2 separate regions of the Mus musculus genome follow, and region 2 is linked to region 1. Evidence: chromatin contacts called from public promoter capture Hi-C data. All regions are on one chromosome and are shown on one strand. Each heading gives the region's core, a stretch centred on a gene start, on an enhancer-like site or on the middle of the called end of the contact. The rest is flanking DNA. Distances are from core to core; before and after follow the strand shown. Region 1 holds the start of Ptk2b (PTK2 protein tyrosine kinase 2 beta). Region 2 holds the start of Adam2 (a disintegrin and metallopeptidase domain 2).

Region 1 (5,665 bases), core at 1,246-3,745:
CACGAGTTTTATTCAGACACAGAGAAGAACAAACAATTATGTCATTTTTTTTCTGAAAAATAAATGAAACTGGACATCACTGTGATAAGCAAAATAAGCCAGACTCAGAAAAATATCAAACGCTTTCTTTTATATGCAGAATATAGATTTTAATAATTATATAAATTGACCTTGGTGGTGCTGGCTGCTTATTCTTCCTATTTAGCCAGAGGAAATAGTGAGACTGTCTAGGGCAGCAGTTCTCAACCTGTGGGTTGTGACCCTCTTTGAGACTCAAATGGCCCTTTCACAAGGGTCACCTAAGATCAACAGAAAACACAGATATGTGCATTGTGATTCTTAACAGAAGCAAAATTACAGCTATGAAATAGCAACAAAGGTTATTTTATGGTCGGGGCGGGGGGGGGGGGGTCACCACAACACGAGGAACTGTACTAAAGGGTGGCAGCGTAGGAGGGGTGAGAACCCTGGAGGAGAGTGAACACCAGCCCAACAGGCAAGACACTGGGTAGTGAGTTAGCAGCAGAGTACCTGTTATAATGAAATATGCTCGTTTTTTTAAGAAGTGACCAAAAAAAGTGCTCAGAGAAGTTTGAAGGAAATAATATGCCAGGTAAAGAATACAACGTGTGTGCACACAGAACAGAAGACCTTACTAGAGCAGAGATATGGCTGTAGTTCATATGTGTGCCCACATGAGGGCAGCACACACAAACCCAGCTAGTCTTCAACAGTCAGCCAGCTGCCATTCCCTCAGGTAGATCTCGCTTTACACCACAAGACGCTTTACCCACTCTTTCCCAAGTGCAAGGATTCAGAAAGCCACCCCCTGCCAACACCTTACGCCACCCCACTGCTCACACCCTCTGGTAGTTTTTTTTGTCCTGTGGTCATGTACCCCATACGCTGTTCACAGTCTTCACTGCTCCCCCAACTCTACCCCTCCACTTGTCTTTGAGTGCAGATAGTTGATAAATGGGGCCCTTCAGGATGGTAGAGAGGGTCCTGCTGGCCCAGCAGATGGCAGGGTATATTGTGGTGTTGAGGCATTTGAGGGTGGGTGACGCTAGCTTTAGATAGGGTTTTTAGTAGACATGGAGGATACAGCTAAAATCTACATTTTGTTACATCTTAAGACATATGAACTTTATAGCTTTAATTGATTTTATGATTATTGCTATTGGTTTTTCGGGACAGGGTTTTTCTCTGTAGCCTGGCTGTCCCGTAACTCACTCAGTAGATCATGCTGGTCTTGAACTCAGAATTCTACTTGCCTCTGCCTCCTGAGTTCTTAATTAATTAAGTCTGCTTTCTCTTGAGAAGCCATCACCACCACTCTGAAAGATGAGTGTTGGTAGCTTCTGATGGTCTCCTGGGGCAGCAGGTCTGTTGAACTTGGAGGTGGGGTAGGGTGAAGAAGTGTCATCATGAAAACTGTGGCTTTCACAGGGAGTTGGGCAGCTTGATGTTGCAGTCTCAGGACTGCTACTATCAGAGACAGAACTGTGACTAAACCCCAAACCCCAAAGGGCACAGGATAAAGATGTCTGGGGCAGGGTCTCCTGCTAAGTCCAGCTCACTGACCTCCACTTAGGAGAAAGTCAGAATCTTTCTCGGGCTAGAGAAGTAAATGATGTCGCAACTTAGTACTTTAGATCTGCCTCAAGTACCACTGCCTTACTGATGCAGTAAAGAGATGGCCAGCCTCTTCGGAGGGTCACGGATACAAACTGATGCAGGGAGAGGGCCACAGAAGAAAATCATTGTAAGGCTTCTCTAGTCTTTTCTGGTTTTGTTGTTATTAATGCTGGGTTGGGGTTGGGTTTTGGGGTTTGGGGTTTTTTTGTTTGTTTGTTTGTTTGTTTGTTTTGTTTTGTTTTGTTTTGTTTTTGAGACATGATCTCTTTCAGCCTAGCCTCATCTTGAACTCACCTCATAGCCAAGGATAGACCTCCAGAGCGTTGGAATTACAGATATCCACCACCTACACTCAGTATTATGCCTTTGGTTCTGGGAATGGAATCCAGGCTAGACACACATTCTACCGTCTGAGCTACATTCCCAACCCCTTCCCCGACTGTTTTGGGACTGTGTTCTGGTCCTCCAGGGTCTGGGCTCAGAAACCCAGTCCTAGGTGTTTCCAATCCTGTACCAGTCATATCGGGCATCCCTAATATTTATCTGACCTAGGGTGAGGGCCATTTCAAGGTGTGGAGCCATGGGGGCCACTGCTGAGAACATGGGTCAGGTCTGGTGACTAAAGGCTGCAGAGAAGGGTGCCTGGAAGAAGCCAGGTGTGGTAGGAGTTGGAGGTCAACCAACTGCAAGAGGTCCGGAGCACCTGAGGACCCCAATTGGGGCCCTAAGGCAATGGGCTCTGGCCCCCGGGTCAGCCGGGCAGCTCCAGGAATTGCAGGCGGCATCTATTTCAGAGTTTATGGTAAGAGGTTGGAGCCTGCACACACAGACAGCACACCCCACCCTTTAAGGAAGTGGAGAGGAGAGCAGCAGGGGTGTGGTTAACGACCGAGAGGAGGAGGGGGAAAAACAACCTGTCAGCCTCTTACTCAGCCTCTGCAGGCAGAGCCGCGCGTCCTACCTGCGGCGGCTGCGCTCACCTGGCCCAGCCCGGAGCCCTGGCCCGAGTCCGCGCCTCGCCCGAGGGTAAGTCCTGCGTGTTCCTACCCAGCGCCGGGGTCAGGGACACTTCGATCGCTCGACTTAAGTGGAAAGCTGGAGAGGGTCTACAGTTCCAGTCCTTCGGGAAGCTTGAGAATTCCTGGAAAGGTAGCCAAGGACCCAGAAAGTCGGAGGCGCGGAGCAGGTGCTTTCCCTGAGCTTGCCGCCCTGAGCTAGGGGGTTAGGGAGGGCGCTAGAGAAGGCATCTATTTTTGGAGTTCTTTTTAAGACTAAAGGGTGTTTCTCCCTTTTTGTCCTGTTATCTTATTCAGAGAGGGGCGACTAGGGGCACGATTGAAATCGGCTCAGCAACAATGCTTGTCTCTAAAGGTTGGATTTGGGAACTCCGAACCCAACCGAGGGCTTCAGAACCCAACTTCAGCTCTAGCTCAGACCTCTGCCCAGGCACGGCGCGCTCTTCTCCACAGTGCCCTTCGGCACCCATGTGGCCTATCTTCCCACCCCTGCACCACCCCTATCCCCAGCCTCTGGGACGTTTTGTTTTTGTTTGTTTGTTGTTTTTTTTCCCTGAAGCTGGAGCTTTAAGACAAACGGGGTTCTCCAAGAGGAACCATACCATAGTGTGTGTAGTGTGTGTAGTGTGTGTGTGTGTGTGTGTGTGTGTGTGTGTGTGTGTGTGCGTGTGTGTTCGTGCTGAAGTTCCAAAGTTCACACCAGCCGCACTGGCTCATTTTGAAGCTGCTTTCCCCATGCCCCTTGAGGGTTAAGTTCTGGGCTGCTGTTCCTGCTGCCAGGCTGTGCGTGGGCAAAGCTTTGGGTGGGTGAACAGCGAGCATATGGGTGACGTTCTGAGGCCCACCAAGTCCTGCCACCTGCCCTCACCCTCAGCCAGATGACACCAATATCTCCCATCACCCCTATACTGGAAGCAAGATTCCGATTCCGCTGTGCTCCTTGAAGAAACCAAGCTGGGACCTGAGGGTTGGGTGTGTGTGTGTGGGGGGGGGGCATTAGCCCGGGAGAATTGGAAAGCAGGAGGGAGAAGAACCTTAGCAGATCTTGTACCAGTCTGGAGCCCGCTGAGACAATGCATGGTTTGGAAAGGGTAGGGGTACCAGGCAGCCGCAGTGTGCTCAGGTCAACAAACTCTTGCGGTTCACAGTAGCTACCGGGTGGGGGCGGGGGCGCAAGAAATGCAGAGCAGGGGGTGGGGGAAAAGTGACTCACGACCCTAGGAAGGAAGGAAGAAGTCACATTCATAAGAAAGACCTAACTTTGGCAGGACAGTCTGCCTTCTTTCTTTCACTTACTAGCATCCTTCCTGAACCCAGGTACTCCTGTCAGGTGAGGGGAGACGGAGGAGCCTGTAGCTCCAGCTGCCCAGCTAGGGCGGAGCTAGGATGGGCGGGACTGTCGTGAGAAGAAATGAAGTTCCACCAATTACAGTGCCAGAGGGTGGGCAGGGCTGGGCAGGGACAGGTCCTGAATCTGTGGCAGAAGCAACTAAGAGAACTGAAGATCAATAGGGATTAACTAACCGAGGAGAAGAAAGCAGGTCAGAGCCTGAGAAGTACAAATCCAAGGGCTAAGAGCGGCAAGAGATACCGGGGAAACCGAAAGTAGCCAAGAAGCCCATCTTGTTAGGAGCCTAGAGTTCAGGGGCCAGGAGGAGCTGCAACCTTAAATAGAGGATGCTCCCCAGCCTAGGAAGGCGTGCTCAGGCTGCCATGGCAACTCCTCTAGGAGCAAAGCTTGGAACCTCAGGCTGCTTGAAACTTCCCAGGGTGCCTCCACTCCGGGATGGAGGTGCCAGATTTAGCAAATGAAAACATGGGGCATTCAGATTTGAATTTTAAATGTACAAATGTGTTGAAGACTTGGTTCTCAGCGTTAAGTATGTCTCATGCAGTATTTGGGATATACCTAATACTCCGGCGTTACTCACAGTTTATCTGAAGCTTTACTGGATGTCCTGAGTCTGTCTGGGACGCGGAGGCTGATGTTCTTCCGTCTAGACTGCGAACTAACCCAGCACCTCAAGAGCAGGCTCAGGGCATATTTATTTTGTGACAAATCCTGACAGGTCCAGTTGGAGGCTCATTCTAGGACTGGTCATGATATTGCTATTGAGAGAAGAAAAGCAGCACCCCAGACAGCTTACACATCTGCACAGCCGAGGGAGGGTCTAGGGACCGTGAAAGCAGCTTAGTCCACTTGGTAGTAACTTGGAAAGACACTGGACCAATGGTCCTAGATTCAGACCTATGGGGAAACTGTTGGATTCGCTGAGCCTCAGAGCCTATTTGTCGAGGTTTAGGGTAGGAGCCTTGATAATGTATGAAAGCCCCACTTGAGTGCTATGTATATTAACTTGAAACGACACATTCACAGTGACGGAAAGAGCATCCACAAAGTGCCTGGGGTGCCATCTTCTCCTGTTCGAATTTATAGAGTGTCTGGAGACCGCAGGGAACCTGCATTGGCTTGGTTCCTGTTTCTAGTGAGAAAAGTTTGTCTCTCAACAGAGGCGGGAGGGAGAGTGAGACAAAGTTATTTCCTCAGGGTTCCTTGCCCATCCAGGACCCTGCTTCAAAGACAGAAGAGACAAAGGGCTCTCTTCCTGGAGGGCAGCAGGTGGGGAGAGAGGACTGGCTCAAACCTTAATTAACTGGAGAGAAATATGGATGGATGAAAAGAAAATGTGCTCAAAACACCCAAAAATGCACCATAAAATTAGGTTTTCATTATCGTTTGTTTTATAATAACTTCCTTATTAGAAAACTCAAGCTGGGGCAAGAAGAAGGAAGGGCACCCAGTGAAACAGGTTCTGGCTTTAATGAGAACATTCCTAAGGAGACCTCCTAAAAGGGGAGAGAGAGAGAGAAAGGGAGAAGAGAGGGGAAGGGGGAGGGAGAGGGGGGAGGGAGATGGAGGGAGGGAGGAAGGGAGGGAGGGAGAGAGAGAGAGATTCCCTTGTGTACTAATGGGTTGTATTAAACGGTCCTTTTCTTCAGTGATGAATCTC
Region 2 (6,491 bases), core at 239-2,738, 200 kb after region 1:
TGTATAGTGAGAGAGAAGCGAAGCAGCCCATTTAGAGAAGGGGCCAGCATCTCAAGGAGGCAACTGCCAAAGAGGTAACTGCCCATGAGGCTATTTTTATGTCTGTCTGTCTGTCTGTATGTATGTATGTATGCATGCATATATATATATATATATATATATATTATATACATATATGTGTATGTATACATGTATGTGTATGTATACATGTACACATATATTTGCCCATAAACACAGAAAAGTATTACCCACCAGGAATAAACAAATTCAAAACAAACAAAATAGGGAAAGTAAGGATAGACATTGTTCTAGTTACATTCTGTCACAGTAACACACACCATGGCCAAAAGGAACTTAGGGGAGGAGGGGATTTATTTGGTGCACACTTTCAGGTCACAGTCTCTTGGGGGAAGTCAGGGCAGGAGCTCAATTAGGCACTTAAAGCAGAAACCATAGAGAAAGGCTGCCTACTGGCTCACTCCCAAGCCCGTGTCTAGTCAACTTTCCTATACAACTCAGGACCAGCAGCCTAGGGAATGGTGCCACCTACAGTGGGCTGCACCCTTCTACATCAATGACCAGTCAAGACCACCACCCCACCCCACCCCCAGAAAGATACACCACAGCCAATCTTATCTCAGCAATCCCTCAGATTAGACTCCCTTCTGAGGTGACTCTAGGCTATGTCAAGTTAACCGAGCTAACTAGAGCAGTGCTGACAGAGAACCTAGAATCTTCATTCACTTCTGGTGGGATGTAAATTAGGAGCACAATCTTGAAGGATTCGGAACTATTTACAAGACATACTCTTCCATCTGGTAACTTCCCCCTGGGAATAAATTCAGTATTGAACCAAAATCATACACACGGATGTTCATAGACAATACCAAACACATGGTGATGTATTCAATGTGCCGTATGCACCAACGGGAATCTGCTGTCGAGAATGGAACCCACCCAGGGATCTAGATGTGAAGGAATACAGTGTTTCAGCCTCTCTGGGAAAAGCTCAAGGCAGACAAAACTAGTCTGTGATCGTGAGAATTGCCAGGGAATCAAGCAGGAGGTTTGATGGTCCGGTGACTGATCTGGGTTGTAGTTACACTGGTTTGTCTCCTTAAATGTTAGTCAGACACCTATGATTGACACTATCCAAATATATGCAAAGTACTGTTTGATACTAAAACGTTTTTGTTATTAAGAGAGTCAAAAACAAAACAAAACAAACAAAAAAGAATTAAAAGTTTATGTACGTGTATGTGAACCTTTCTGCTACTCGGCTTTTTCATGAATTCTGATTCTCCGGAGTGAGTTTTGCTTCCTCAACTGCCTGTCCTCCCTTTTCCCTTCTTTGGTCTCAGATTTCAAACCCCAGCAAGTCCTTCAAACCTTTCACAGTTTCAAAGCTTTCACCGAGCAGCACAAACGCTTCCCGGCACACAGCTGCGCTGCCCACAGCCCCCACCTCGCGCCCCCAACTGCCCTGTAGAGGGCCAACTGCCATTCCCCGGGGCGGGGTCCAGGAGGCCAGGCCATGTGGCTCATCTTGCTTCTACTGAGTGGGCTGAGTGAACTTGGCGGCCTTAGCCAGTCCCAAACAGAAGGCAGTGAGTAACCACCCGTCTTGGGGCCTTTGGGATTCAGTCCGCACCCCCCCCCCCCCCTTCCCTCCATGTTGGCTTGGGCATCCCAGAATCTCACTTGAACATCCCAGGATCGCCCCTGCATAAGCTCAAGCCACCAACTCACCACAGCTGAAATGCAAAACGAATGCATGGGGCTTTCCCACAGGCCCCAGAACCCTAAGGAAGGAGATATTGGGGGGATGGGGTGATCCCAGGCTTGGCTCCTCCAACTCTCCAAAAGTTTTAGATCCTGTTTCGGGTTGATGATGCTTCATGGGATAAGGATGAAGGTTCCTCAGGGCGTGGGGGGTGTGGCTCTGAGAAATGCCTTTTGCACCTTGCAGCTCGTGAGAAATTACACGTGCAAGTCACAGTGCCAGAGAAAATCCGGTCCGTCACAAGCAATGGCTACGAAACACAGGTAATTAACTGCCAATTTGCTTACGAATTAGAAGTCACACAAGTATTTTTCTTGTCGAGAGGTTGCCTTGGTATTTCTCATCCATGCTCGCTCAATAGATTTTATACGTGCGCCCTGTTTTTGCCAACATTAACAAGGTTTAGAAAAATCACTGCTGATAATGCGGGATTTCTCAGCCCCACGTCCTTTGGTGCTTCTGAACACTCACAAGTTGACCGGATCCACCAAAGGATCTCTTCCCAACCACCTAGCCATGTGTGTTTGGAGGAGAGGTGATTGGTTGCCATTTAATAGAACTATGTTTTCCACTTTGTAATATGTTCCTCATTAAGATTATTCTTTTCAAACCATCTTTGCTTCTCTTTAAGATTATTTTCCTTAGCGTTTTGTTTGTTTGCTTGCTTGCTTGCTTTTGTTTTGTTGCGGTGTTTGTTTGCTTGTTTGTTTTGTTTTGTTTTGTTTTTTTGTTTCATGTAAGCGCTAGAATCCTTTGTGTTTCTTGAAGTAGCAAATCTTTGTGGCTGGGTCACAAATAGTCCGGTCATTGATTGCTCTTGCGTCATGAGCATTTCTTCTTCTGTAGCTCTGAAGGATGCAGCTTGTACATTTTTATAAATCTTTTTGAAAAGAAATGTCTGTGTGTGTTTATGAAACTTGAATCATTTAGTTAAAGGGGCCATTTTAAAAGTGATTGTTTTGAGCTGGGCGTGGTGGTGCGTACCTTTAATCCCAGCACTCAGGAGGCAGAGGCAGGTGGATTTCTGAGTTTGAGGCCAGCCTGGTCTACAAAGTGAGTTCCAGAACAGCCAGGGCTACACAGAGAAAACCAAAAAAAAAAAAAAAAAAAAAAAAGTGGTTGTTTTCTTTTTAATTGGAAAACAAAGATTCTACTTGCAAGGACTCACCAGTATATGCAGAGTACAAAATAAAAAAAAAAGCAACTGTCTCAACTGTAAAATTCAGGACTCAAATTGTCTCTCTGGTTAATGGCTGCAAGTCTATTACCCTGTAAGGAACCTGCTGGCTCCCTTAAAACAAAGAGTTTGTTGTACTGGCTCAGGGACAGAAGGTACATTTATATTACTAAACACAGTAAGGAAGGTCACTGTAAGAGTGAAGCCAGCCTGGCCTACGTTAGTAAGTACCAGGCCAGCAAGGACTATAGCCTGAGAACTTTTCTAAATAAATAAACAAGCAAACAAAGAAATAAATAAATAAATAACAAGAAAACCCAAGTTGATAGTGGAGACATTATGAAAATAAGGTGCTCCAGGTGCTGAAGAGAATGCTGTGTTTAAGAGCCTGTGCTGGGCTGGTGAGATGGCTCAGTGGGTAAGAGCACCCAACTGCTCCTCCTAAGGTCCGAAGTTCAAATCCCAGCAACCACATGGTGGCTCACAACCACCGGTAATGAGATCTGATGCCCTCTTCTGGTGCGCCTGAAGACAGCTACAGTGTACTTATATGTAATTTAAAAAAAAAAAAAAAAAGAACCTGTGCTGCTCTGGAGTTTGGTGGCTAGCAACTCCCGTTAGGGAATTCCACCATCCCCAAGTCTAGCTCCAGAGAGCCTGGTGCTCATTTCTGGCCTCCCATGGAATTGCATACATATGTATGCAGATATACAGAATTTTTTTTAATTTTTAAAATTTTTTTTAATATTTGTTTTTATTTTTGTTTTATTTCAATTATCTTATGCATGGGTTTTGTTCTGCTACATGTACACCTACATGCCAGAAGAGGACATCAGATCCCTTTATAGATCCTAGCACTTGGGAGGCAGAGGCAGGTGGATTTCTGAGTTCGAGGCCAGCCTGGTCTACAGAGTGAGTTCCAGGACAGCCAGGGCTATACAGAGAAACCCTGTCTCGAAAAAACAAAAATAAATAAATAAATAAATAAATAAATAAATATTCATAACCAGTGTGACTATGGATGGTATTCATGAGGTTTAGCATCCTGGCCAGCTGGGCGATCAGAGGGCTATGCCCTACTGAGGGGGTATGACGCCATCTTCAAATACTACCAGTGTTTGTGTTTTGAGTTGATGGCATGGCATTTTACGGATTTTTAAATCTAGTATGGCTAAAGTTCATGACAATTAAAAACTATTACCAAAGCGGCTTACAGAGAAGTCAAACTGCCCTTTACAAATAGCATAAAGCTGAACTGTTGGGAAGTATCCCACAGGGAATCTAGAATGAAGTCAAGCTGTCCACTGTCCTTTTCTATTGACCATTGTCCTGAAAGTACTTACCAAGCCACGCAAGAAGGAAAGAAAACAAGGGAAAAGGTGAATAGGCGTAAGAATTGGGGAGGAAGTGAGGGAAAAACATTATTTACAGATGAGACAAACATCTATAATACATCAGATCAAAAACCCAGCAGTAAAACTTGTATAAGCATGAACAATTTTAGAAAAAAAAATGCACTGTGTTTTTAGTTTGACAAAGGGAAATGTTTAAAGCAGACTTTCCACAAAAAGGGGGGGGCTTTAACTTATATGAATAATAAACGATCTAATTGTGAGTAAATCTCACGAATGTGTAATCTTTTAACTGATGACAAGGAAGTGGAATATACCAAGCTCTGCTATCAATTACCCACTGGTGGGTTAAATGGCACCCAGTCTCTGCTGAACGGTAACTCCAGGGAGTGTCTCTAAATCATCACACTGGTATAGTAGTTGGTGAGCTCCTGATGAATCCACACCACGAGCAAACTTCATAGAACCCACAAACACCGCACAGCTCTCAGGAGCAGCTCCCGGCCTCCTGCTCTCAGGTATGCGGAGTTTCTATGAAGCATGAGTTTTATACTGACCTCAGTCTTTAGCAAGCTAACACAGTTACCCGATTAAAATATAACCCATTCTTTAGACGGTCTATCTGCTTGGGTGAATTAACAGATAATAAGTTACACCACATTTCATTAAAACAAGTGAACATCAAACTATGTATTTTCTCTTTTCTTTTCTTTTTTTTTTTTTGTATTATGATTTGGGAGATGTGGCATTCATATTTAAAAAAAAGTTGTCCTTTATGACTCCCTCATCCCATTTTCCTTTTTTTAAAAAAATAAAATATGCATATATTCTGCTTCCAGGTGACCTACAATCTCAAAATCGAAGGGAAAACATACACCTTGGACCTAATGCAAAAGTAGGTGACTGTCGCATCTTGAACCACCTTGCTCTCACCTGTCACTAGTGCCAGTAATTACCTGCAACACAATGATTTTCTGTCCAGGAGTTTTCCAGTTATGGGCTGGCTGCTCATCTTGTCCCCTTGTTTTCTTCTCAGAGACAATCTTTCTGTGTAGCCAAGGCTGGCCTAGTACTCATTAACTTCTCCCCCCACCCCGGCCTCCGTCTCCCCAGTCGTGGAGTCTCAGACCCATGCCACCTCTCCCTGACTTGTGCTTCACCCTTCTCCACCTCTGTGTTTAAAAGACTATGAAGTCTCTGAAACAAATCCTTTTTTCCCCAACATGAGAAATTTCCCCTGATGCTACATTTTTATTTAACCGTTGTTGCTCCTCCTCATAAGATGCCGGCTTTGGCTCTACCTTCCCATGTGTGTGCCCACTGTTCTGAACTCTGCTCTGTGAGTGTTACCTCCTGTGGCCCTTTCCTACCGCTCTCTGGGACACGGAGGCCTCTCGTTGGAAATGGTTTGTTTCCCACGATCCTCTCCCGCATGTCTGTGAGACATAGAGGCTTTGGGAATGACTTGGTGACTGCTTCTGCCTGGTCCTTCTGCTCCTTCCCACGGGGCCCAGCATTCATACTCATCCTTCGTTCCAGTGTCTTAGCGATACAGGGGCTGCTGGGGATTCAGTTCTCAACTGCCTGTAGGATAGTTTAGGTTGTTATGGATTTGTGTCAAACATGGCCTGGAAGGGGAAGCTTCCTTCTGTCCAGAGTCTGTGCGTAGCGGGCATCTTCATCTATTTGGTTGCCAGTAGGAAGACGCCATCGTTTGAGTGGCTTGCAAACAATAGCTTTGACCATTTGTGGGAAACTTAACAGAGGTAAAAGATCCAGACACTGAAAAATCTTTTTCTGCAAACTTACCTAGAGATAATAATGTCTGATAATAAATTTTTACAAGTTAAACCTGTGGGAAGCAATTTTCTTTGAAGTGCATTTTCTTTTGGCTTTTGCAGACCGTTCTTGCCTCCCAACTTTAGAGTATACAGTTATGACAACGCAGGAATCATGAGGTCTCTTGAGCAGAAGTTTCAGGTATGCGTTCCATCTCTCTCTGCCTGGGTGGTATGGTCCTAGGGTGCAAAGATGTCCTCCTTGGTTCTGACATGAACTTAATCATTTCCTTTTGATGATACGTGCTTAGCCCGTTAAGCAGGTGATTAAACCAAACCAGACTACAGTGTTTCCAAGCTATTGGTTCCCCAATGGTGCGCATGCGTGAGTGTGTAAAAGG

The links. Promoter capture Hi-C pulls out the DNA fragments that hold promoters and counts their contacts.
Region 2: a promoter capture Hi-C map of the SN4741 cell line shows a contact between it and region 1, with 2.8 times the contacts expected there. The contact joins the promoter of Adam2 here to the promoter of Ptk2b in region 1. A contact is called at or near these places in 12 of 39 promoter capture datasets (the 3T3-L1 cell line, the SN4741 cell line, cranial neural crest and 6 more) and 5 of 484 Hi-C or Micro-C datasets (the HL-1 cell line, differentiating embryonic stem cells, embryonic stem cells and 1 more).

The regions. Positions count from the first base shown.
Region 1 is chr14:66,277,882-66,283,546 of GRCm38.p6, reverse strand. Ptk2b (PTK2 protein tyrosine kinase 2 beta) reads left to right here and starts at 2,495. Exons shown (of 31, transcript NM_001162366.2): 1 at 2,495-2,664.
Region 2 is chr14:66,072,766-66,079,256 of GRCm38.p6, reverse strand. It overlaps Adam2 (a disintegrin and metallopeptidase domain 2), which reads left to right and starts at 1,488. Exons shown (of 21, transcript NM_009618.3): 1 at 1,488-1,607; 2 at 1,970-2,046; 3 at 5,152-5,207; 4 at 6,214-6,292. The coding sequence starts at 1,535.